Regions from separate parts of the Bombyx mori genome. Here region 1 is linked to region 2. The links are chromatin contacts, called in public Hi-C maps. All regions are on one chromosome and are shown on one strand. Each heading gives the region's core, a stretch centred on a gene start, on an enhancer-like site or on the middle of the called end of the contact. The rest is flanking DNA. Distances are from core to core; before and after follow the strand shown.

Region 1 (4,992 bases), core at 867-3,366, 47 kb after region 2:
GGTTTCGCACCTCTCCTAGTCTTGATTGTAGCTGGTTTTTAGGGTTAAAATTCACTTGTATCATTTCAGCTTAAACCCAATACAAAGACGCTGCCAGATCTCGAAATACTGTTATTTTTATGTTTAAACAAATTTTCGGTGGGTACTTTGCTAAATAGTAAAATTTCTACTTATAACCAATAATGTACATTTATAGTTTTCGCTGATGGTAGGGCGTATTATGAGTGCATTGGAATAGGTACAACCGTTCCGCCTATATCTACCACGAAGCAGTATTGTGTTCCTATTTGAAGAATAGGAAGGTTGTTAAAAAAAAAAATTCAACCCCAGACTTCCTGTTTGTCCCGTCAAGACAATAACCACTTAACACTGTATAACCTAATTCATTTTCTAACAAAAACAAAAAAAAAAATACATAGCTATCGAAAAATGCACAGTTTTTAAAAAAGTCGTATTTTATTAAATGAAAACAAACAATGAGATTAATTAAAGTAGTAAAAGCAGCATTAATTGTTATAACTTTAGAGAGGAAGCGCGCTCTAATTTGTCCATACAAACATATCCCTCTTGTTTCCTTCCTAGATAATGACCTTAGAACAAAAAAAATATTTTGTCATACTATCTGCACAGTTTAACCATTAACAATGTTACAATAAAATTAAAATAGATACATCAATTTTATCGTTGAATTTCGAGTCAAGTCATTGTTATTTCACAATGTATTGTGTATTCGCGTTTTGGCGCCAATCTTTGTTAAATGCTATTTTAATATTAAAATTGAGTAGGGCGATAAAGAACACTTAATTGCTGTGAAAAATACACAAAGTAGATATCGAGTTGAATACGTTTTTTGGAACTCGCCATCGGCTCGGTATTAGTCGATAGTCGAATGTTTGTGTACCTGACTTTTGATAGAGACAATGAAATATCCTCTGCTTGTGACAGAAATTCGCTTAGGTATTAAGTAGTCAGATATTCAGAGACGAAAACGAGAGAGCGAGCGAGTGAGTGAGAGCGAACGAGAGCGCGAGCGAGTGAGAGTTAGAAATAGAAAGGCGCGAGGTCGCAATTCGGACAGGCGATTAAAGTGACGTAGGAACGAATCCGAAGAGATTGTGTTAGAAATTAAATATTACCTACATTTTGTATTGAAATCATTTCAATTTGCAGCTTATAAGACGCATTGGTTATTACTTAGCCGTTATTATAAAAATAATTAAGCTTTTAAAATCAAAAGTAATTCTAAGGCACACAAAGGGATGTAAAAGAGTGTCTAGTCTTATGTACTAAAGTAAGATTTAATTAAGCAGACCGACCCAATTTATCCTCAAAGCCCTACAACATATTCTCGATTAGTCATTCCAATCCAACTTTAGTGATTGTTAGCTGAGGTGTTGGCTATGCAAGTGACACGTGTATATTTTTTCCCAAGAGATATTCTATGTATCGGTCAATGTATAATATCACGATAGAATTCTGAAGACTGTGATGATTAAGACTCTTAATAACAATTTCTTTCAGCAATACTCGATCCACATAGGAGTGGCTGAAAATACTTTTCCAAATTAATCCAATGGAGATCGTTCTAATGAGATTTACATTTTAAAATGCTGTTATAATGATGTAAAAACTAACGCATGCTTTCATCAGATAAAAAAAACTGTTTTTCTACCATATCAACCATATCATTTTAAGAATGAAACGCATTACTCGATCCACATAGGAGTATACCTATATCCATAAATACTTCCACAAATTTATAATCGTAGTTTCTTTTTTTCTTTTCCTTTCATCCCATAATGATTTTACAGAATATATACTTATAATTTTTATGTGACCAAATCACTCCATTTTACTATAACGTTATCGTTACCAGTAATAAAATTATTCAAGTATTCTAAGCGTATTCAAGTAAGCTTATTTAAGTATTTCCGCATTCCCGTTCGCTCCTGATTGTCTATCGATCGAATGCAGGACGACAAGGAGGCGACGGCGCCGCTTACGACGGCTCGCAAGACGCGCCGCTGGGCGACGCCGCACGCGCTCAAAAACCGCAGCAAGTACGCGCTCCGGCCGCGCGACGCCGTCGAGCTCGGGAACCACTTCCTGTGGGAGCTCGCGCCGGGGGCCAGCTCCGTCGGCGTGCCCACCGACAGGGCCTTGCTCCACCACTATAGGGTAAGACATACCAGACTTCCATAATATTCATCAGCTTACCTTTACGTATTTAAATTGTATCTCTTCAATGAAGGAGCGTTACGTATTTGACCAGTGCTGTTGGATTGGATATTTCAACTTTTGAACTGTGAATGTTTCGTAATAATAATAGTAAACCGCAAAATACCGACTGAATCTTTTTCAAAGTTTCTTATTTGGAAGAGATCACTTATAGCGATGATACAGCCCATAAATGATGACACAGCCCGCAGATGATGTGATCCGGTGTAGCAAAGGACCACGTCTTGTAAGAAAACGCGTACTTAACGCGTATTCACGAACGACTTTCACGCTGAAAGCAACAGTTCAGCTGGTGTTGAGTGGTTTTCGGAGCCCACAGAGGACCCAATGTGGATACCGCTTCCCAGTTTGTGACGTGAGAACGACAATTTGTCTAACAATTGTATAGTATAACTGTTGTCTCACTCAAATGAAAGGCATGGTTGCTTCGTGGCATAAAATAAGTAAGCTGGTTTGGCTAGGGCAGAATTTGTCGCTGCTGCAGAGAGTTGGGCATAATCGCATCATTATTTACGAGTCGGCCTTTAGGTTATGATGACATCAAAATTAGTGAGGAAAAAAATTTTTTTTTTCTCCAAATAAATATGTTAGTTGTTTTCCCGTCATCTACTAGGTATTTCATTGTTTTTCTCTTATTGTGTAGCTTTAAGAAAATAGCTGCATGTTGTATTTAATTAACTCGGCAATCTTATTTTAAGTGGGTAAATAGTAAATAGAAATTTATAAAGCAGATTAATAAATCTGCTACTGAAATTTTGATACAATAGTAGTGACTACAAATCACTAATAAAACATTTCTTTTTGGTCATTTGTGATAAAACTGTAATTTGTTCTCTTCGTTTTTTTTGCGAGGCGCAGCCATAATTGATCCAACCTCAACCAATTAAATGTCAAATATATTATGTTCGTTTTATTATTACCGCCGTTTCAATTACAATTGTACCATTATTAGTTATTCCAAACGTCAAATTAAATTGAAATGATTTTTTTTTATTGCTTAGATATGTGGACGAGCTCACAGCCCACCTGGTGTTAAGTGGTTACTGGAACCCATAGACATCTACAACGTAAATGCGCCACTCACCTTGAGATATAGTTCTAAGATCTCAGTATAGTCACAGCGGCTGTCCCACCCAGAAATAGGCGGAGCGGTGGTACCTACCCGTGCGGAGTCACAAGAGGTCCTACCACCGGGAAATTGTTCTAATTATGTCCACGGTGAACTAATAATATGTCAGCGCATTCGTATAACACCATTTTCATAATTAAAAGTACTTTTACTGTCTGAAATTAAACGTAAAAGTCAAGAAATTATTTTACAAGTAAATTGACGGTAGTTCGCACAATATTCAAATGTCGACGACGAACAACGCTTCTGTCGTGCGTGGCCATGCAAAACTGTAAACTATTCGAAAATTCGAAAATAATATGACGATAAAAAAGGCGATTTTAAACTGTAAAAGTACTCTTAATTATTTCTTCGACGCGCTTTTTTCTTTACCGATTCCGATGACCTCGAGAGGTCATATTAGGTTCATCGAACGAGTAGGTGAGCTCGCGGGGTCCTAATCTGTGTAAAGCTATAAGCTTCCCTTCGTTTGCTGCTAGGGGCACTTTTCCAACTCCATACAAATATGAGTTACTGTGATAGGACCACAGTAACTTATTACTTGTGGTAGGACCTCTTGTGAGTCCACACGGGCTGGTACCACCACCCTGCCTATTTCTGTCGTGAAGCAGTAAAGCGTTTGAAGGATGGGGCAGCCGTTGTAACTATGCTGAGACCCTAGAACTCATATCTCAAGGTGGGTGGCGGCATTTACGTTGTAGATATCTATGGGCTCCGGTAACCACTTAACACTAGGTGTGCTGTGAGCTCGTCCACCCAACTATGCAAAAAAAAGTTAACTTTTACGCGATCGAGAAGTTAATGAACTCGCTCTAAGCACACTGGTGTTACGACGCGCGCTAACCCGATGATAACACCATCGCTTTTTCAGATCGCATGCGAATTCGGCGGCATGAACTGTCTGACGGTCCCGTCCACCGTGGACCGAACCGCGCACCGGTGGACCGACGAGCTCCAACAGAGGATAAACACCGAGAGGAAAAGCTTAACCATCGCCTGCCCTACGTAAATACACAAAGAAAGGTTAAAAAAAAAACAATCGAATAGTTCTAATTCCCTGTCAGGGCTGCGCCGAAGTGATAAATATAAAAGAAAGAATTAAACACGTTTCAAAACTTCATAAAAGACTTAAAGGACTAATTTATCAGTGGCGAATCTTTTTATTTTTTTATTTAGCTAATCTAAGATGAAGCGATACAGTTATATATGCTAAATAATATTTGAATGTTTCTTGATGTGTAATGTCATATACGTAGGTAGGGACTTCGATTTTAATGTGACTTAAGGTCTTTTTTACACACATTCGGGTTTTTAAACGATACCGTGTCGGTACGCGAAAATACATTTAAAAAAACAATGAATTCAACCACACTTAATAATATATTAATCATTATGAGATGTATAATGCATGTGCGTATCAATTTAGGATGACACATCACTGTGACGTCGTGATCCCACACGGGCACGGTTCCGCCACGGTGACGTCGACCATTACGATCTATTGTGAACCTTATAGCACAGTCGACCATTACGATCTATCGTCAACCTTAACACACAGGCTTTAAGCTCAGAACGGCTTAACTAAAACCCTAACATTATCGCTCCATGTAATTTGTCATACCCGT
Region 2 (5,039 bases), core at 1,037-3,536:
CTGCAGTGACGTTGCTATACCATCTGAGGCCCGTGGCAAATCGGATGAGGCCCCAACATAAAATGATAGCGTTGTAATTAAATGTTAATAAAGTAACGAAGTAGTTAGGTACGCAACAGTATTACTGTGTACATTAGTTAAACGTACAAATTCTAAAATGAAGTTTCGTCATACGATTTCATAAAGCGTTTAAATCATATTAATTAATTTTAATTTGTATACGATCTATAATCATAATTAAATATAATTGGTTTTAAGACATTATGTTAAATATCTTTTTTTAAGTATATTTTGTTCAATATGTTACTTTATTTTATGGCCATGGCTTTTCCCAGTCCCGCCACCCTATATTTATTCCATATTATGGAGGGATGAGCTATTTTCAATAATATTATGCTTAAAATTTGTCACAAAATAATATTATTGTACAGTCTATGCTCTTAATTTTTGGCAGAATGTTGGGCCGCCAACTTCGCCAAGTGCTTGTTCTATGCGTATTCATTCTGCGGAGATTAGAATGAAAATGATGGTGAGGAATAAGTACCTATAAATAATAGTTTTTTCTATTGTTCCCTCTGTGCCTTCCTAACCCATTAATCCGATTGTGCCAAATTTTATTAATGCTGTCTAGTCAAGTCAAGGGGAGGTTTCTAGTATTATATGTCATATTTTTCAGAGAAATTCTACTTAACTAGGAATTGGAATGGAATTTGGCGTTTGCCGGGACTGTTAATACATTAAAATTTTGCTTTGTAGCGCTAGCAAACAATTCGCCGTTGCTATCGTCAGTCGGTATACACAAATAATTTAGCTATATATTATTCTGGTCATAATTAAACTTTTTTTTGATATTTCCATACATATTCTTTTTTTTATTTTTTAAATAAAAAAATAAAGAAATATTTACTAACAATCACGCCACGTTAACTAGTCCCGTGATAAGTTCGTAAAGAACTTGTGTTACAGGTACCAGATAACGGAAATAAATGTAAGATTTTTATTATACACATTCATATATTTAATATACATCCATAACCCTGGAAAATACATTTATATTTATCATACAAATATCTTCCCTTGGCGGGATCCGAGCCCGCGACCCCCTTGTGTAGTGACCATGTCACTTACCACTACACCAGACGGCCGTTAAATAATAGATATAAATATTACTTATAATTACATATAAATCAATACTTTTTTTCTCAAACAGCATTTATCTTTTATTCAAATTTTCCATTTGCATTCCGTTTAGAGGGATAAAATGGCGTTTTCCATTACATTCGACTACAGCGTTGCAGCGCCTTAATAACTATCCACGTACTGACGAATATTTAAGCTGGGTGACCACGCCACATTAATAAACTAAGGATATCTTAGTTTACTTTAGTTACTTCCACAGTGTCATGTCCTATGGCATTTTGCTATGGGGCAATGCGGCCGATGTAGAAATGATATTTATTCTGCAGAAAAGAGCTATACGTGCTATTTATAACATGCACTCAAGGGAATCCCTGAGGGAAAAAATTAAAGAAATTAAAGTTCTCACTATGCCATCCCAGTACATCTTTGAAAATTTGATGTATGTTCGTAAACATATTGAGGAGTTTCCTAAAATGTCGGACATACATAATAGAAATACTAGGAACAAACACAAGCTTGTTGTGCCGAGGAGTAGGTTACATAAGATACGAAATTCATTCGGGTGTTTGTCTGTGCGCCTGTACAACAAAATCCCACAAGATGTTCAGAACCTACATATACATAGGTTTAAGAAAACTATTAAAGAACATCTGTGCAATAAAGTTCACTATAAGGTCAATGATTATCTAGAAGATTGCACAAAGTGGGAATGAGTTGCTCGCTCCGGGCATTTCAATATTGTAATAATTGTTATGTTATTATACTCATGTGAAAATGAATATTAAAAAAAAACTAATATTAAAAAAATAGTCTAATATTAAAAGAAAAAAAAAACATGCCCGCTGAGTTTCTTGCCAATTCTTCTCCGGACGGAGGCCAGTTCTTGTGAATTGGCGATAGTTCTTTTGACGTTCAACAAGTATGTACTTTCATTTATGTGGAATAATTTTTTTTTGATTTGATTTGATTTGACTTACTAGGCCTGCCGCTAGGCGCTTCACCGCATGTAAAACTGACAATGCTACCCCTTCTTTACCTTTTTGTTTATTCTACTATGTTTCTGGAGAGGAATTTCATGTTGGATAAGGATAATTTAATGTTACACGTTGGGGCTGGGGATAAATAAAACTTTCACTGAAGTACAAAGTAAAACTATAATATTTATCGCACAAGGAATACTTTACATATCGCAATTCACTTCTTCTGCTTCGTTTCAGGTGATCCGTTCGCTGTTTCGCTTCGAGAAGAACCGATTACTAGTTGCCTTCGTGTCTCTCTTCTCTACAACGCGTTTATAGTCGACACGACAACTCTATAATTATCGAGAACATTCCCCACAAGGCGAATCGTTTCTATATACCTATGTGTTTCCGCTATGTGATAATAGATAGCGTTACACTTCTCAAGCGTTCTCGATATTACTAGTACTTTTAATATTCGTTTCTGCTATTCTCCGACACATGGCGCCACTCTTAACGGCGTTACATTAATCATATTTTAGATAATTTATTTACGATATGAACTGAAATATCTGCTTATGCTTAATGCTGTAAATTTCAACTAAACTTTAAACGGATATTGATTTAAAAATTGACACGTTGAACGCTACATGAAAAATAGAGTATTTTCATTCAGGCCACGGGGCTTACCGGTATGCGTTATCTTACTGAGCTGTTCGGGCAATGATGGTCACCCGTGAGATACGTGAGGGTTCTAAAGTAAACACTTCCTACAACAAGCCTTAGATTGCAACTATCAAACAAAACGCGCATGGAAGTGAGCCCCGTGGCCCTTTAGCTGAACCGAACGCCTAGGTTTTCAAATCGAATAGAAAGTTGTAGTTCTTATCAAGATTATGGCCTTTTAAAATAACTTAAAAACTAGACGATAAAAGTCGCTAATTTTTATCTTCCGAGCAAATGATCTCGGTTAATGATAAATATTACTGATTCCCTTGATTTTGGCTTGGCCTGATTGGTATATAGTACACTCTAGGCCCACCGGTGGGCGGCATGGCGTTCAACGTGTTAATCAAATCAAATGTTGTTGCTCTAGACCCAGACCTCGTGTGACTAGGTCTATGTTTACTGAAAAATAAAGTTCACTTCACCAAGAGTGACAAAAAAGTGTTATCAGAACGCGTTCACATATCCAGTTACATCAAATTTTATAAAATAATGATGATATTATATTCTTTGGATGTCAGTGTTGCAAATGTAACCCTTTGAAATATTTATTCGTACATACTTTGTATACTTGTACACATTTAATAATGGTAAAAATTTACATATAAATACATTATAATTACCTACCTAGTTAACGGGTCAGTAACAAAATAGAAGATCAAAAAACTTTTTTTATCATATTTTAGCTTAATAATCATACATACAAACAATAGGATTACACATATTGCTAAATATGCCAAATATCTGAAGGCGTTTTCAATCATCAATGATAAATCACAAATAATTAGAAGATAACGAAGATAACTATCATTTGTTTGAAGCTTTAATTCTAATATTTTCCCTGGTCAATTGAAAGTCGAAATTAATGAAGTTTTTCGTTTACTCTAATATTGAAAGCTACCTCTCTCTATATCTACCTACACAACTGCTTCAGTCAAATGCAAATTCAAATCAATCCATCCGGATTTAATAGCCTCGCATTGCTTGTTCAGTGTCGTATAGATAAAGTACATTAAAACACATCACATGGAAATGCCGCCTAACTAATGTAATCCTTAGAGTTCTGCAATTTTTACTAGGATACTTACATTGAACGGATTTATAACACATTGAGCGTGGGGTTGAGGCACGCGTGCGCCCTATGTTTCTACCATTCGGGTTGCTAGACGGCTTCATCGTCGAATTATAGTGGAAATTTTGAGAAGAACAGAGTTGCTTATTCAATTTAAAGTACGCTTAACGCATCCGTTTTAGTACTGTTTGTTTTAGAAACTTATTATTTAATTTTATCTCTTTATACTGACAATTTCTTTTACTTGAAGTATGTTAGTTCCGATTAGTTCCGAAGAGTTATTTTGACGTCGTGTTCGTTGTAGTAATGATCATATGGTATCATGCAACCCGAAGTTTGAAGGAGAAGTGTTGTCAGTCGAACATTGAGAGTTCCCTGTTCCGCAGCCGCCAGTCTGGGGGAAGGCGTCGTGTTGTGAGTGTTGTGACGCGGGCCTTCGTCACAGTTAGTGGTATGGCGCTTCGGTCCCAGGCTGTGATGACTCAGTAGTCAGTAGCGTGGCGCGCGTGTTAGCGGCCGCTTTTCGTCCAGTGCCCATGTGATATTAATGTCGGCACGATGAAGTGGAGAGCGCGCGCGATATCTTCTCGCGCCAAAGAACGCGCCAATATCAGTTTCTTCATCTTCATCATGTTCTTTGCGGTGTTCGGTGTCATAGTGCTTACTGAATTGTTACTCCTGGAGCGACCCAACGAACCCGCTCGGACTCGCTACAATGAAGACATGCAGGTCAGAATAACGAATTAGCGAATCGATTATGAAAGTACAGGATAAACCTGTTATCTATGTATTTGTGCCAGTAGTTTATTAGTAATAAGATCTGTCTGTACCTACAGAACATTATGATTATGTATCTATTAAATTAATTTGATTGTTGATAGTGTTAAGTGGGTATTTGTATACACAAACACCTTTAGCTACAAGGTGGCCTTATTATAATTTATAACAAATATTAAGTTATTTACGTTTAATTAAAAAGTTACAACTGAACGAAATACCATCGGGATAATGATCAGAAAATACTTACTTAATGTAGGTGAATCTGTGTTTCGGAGCTTATTTTATCGAACGAAATGCAAATTAGTCTTAACCGGTCGTGAGTGTTTAGGTTAAAGAAGCGGTACAAAATATGCAGGAGCCTA

What was found. Hi-C and Micro-C count contacts between places; a contact is called where the count stands out from the background.
Region 1: a contact with region 2 is called in a Hi-C map of whole pupa, with 3 times the contacts expected there. The contact joins the enhancer-like site here to the promoter of LOC101746842 in region 2. A contact is called at or near these places in 3 of 7 Hi-C or Micro-C datasets (an unstated tissue and whole pupa).

Annotation. Positions count from the first base shown.
Region 1 is chr17:6,848,180-6,853,171 of ASM3026992v2, forward strand. LOC101746842 reads left to right here. Exons shown (of 9, transcript XM_004925816.5): 7 at 1,975-2,178; 8 at 4,239-4,372. Among protein-coding and RNA genes, the nearest start is that of LOC134200433, 5.8 kb to the left of the region's middle. Within about 2 kb of position 2,117, at least 1 of the 8 cell types and tissues checked has open chromatin away from gene starts, as enhancers often do.
Region 2 is chr17:6,801,320-6,806,358 of ASM3026992v2, forward strand. LOC101746842 reads left to right here and starts at 2,287. Exons shown (of 9, transcript XM_004925816.5): 1 at 2,287-4,626. The coding sequence starts at 4,456.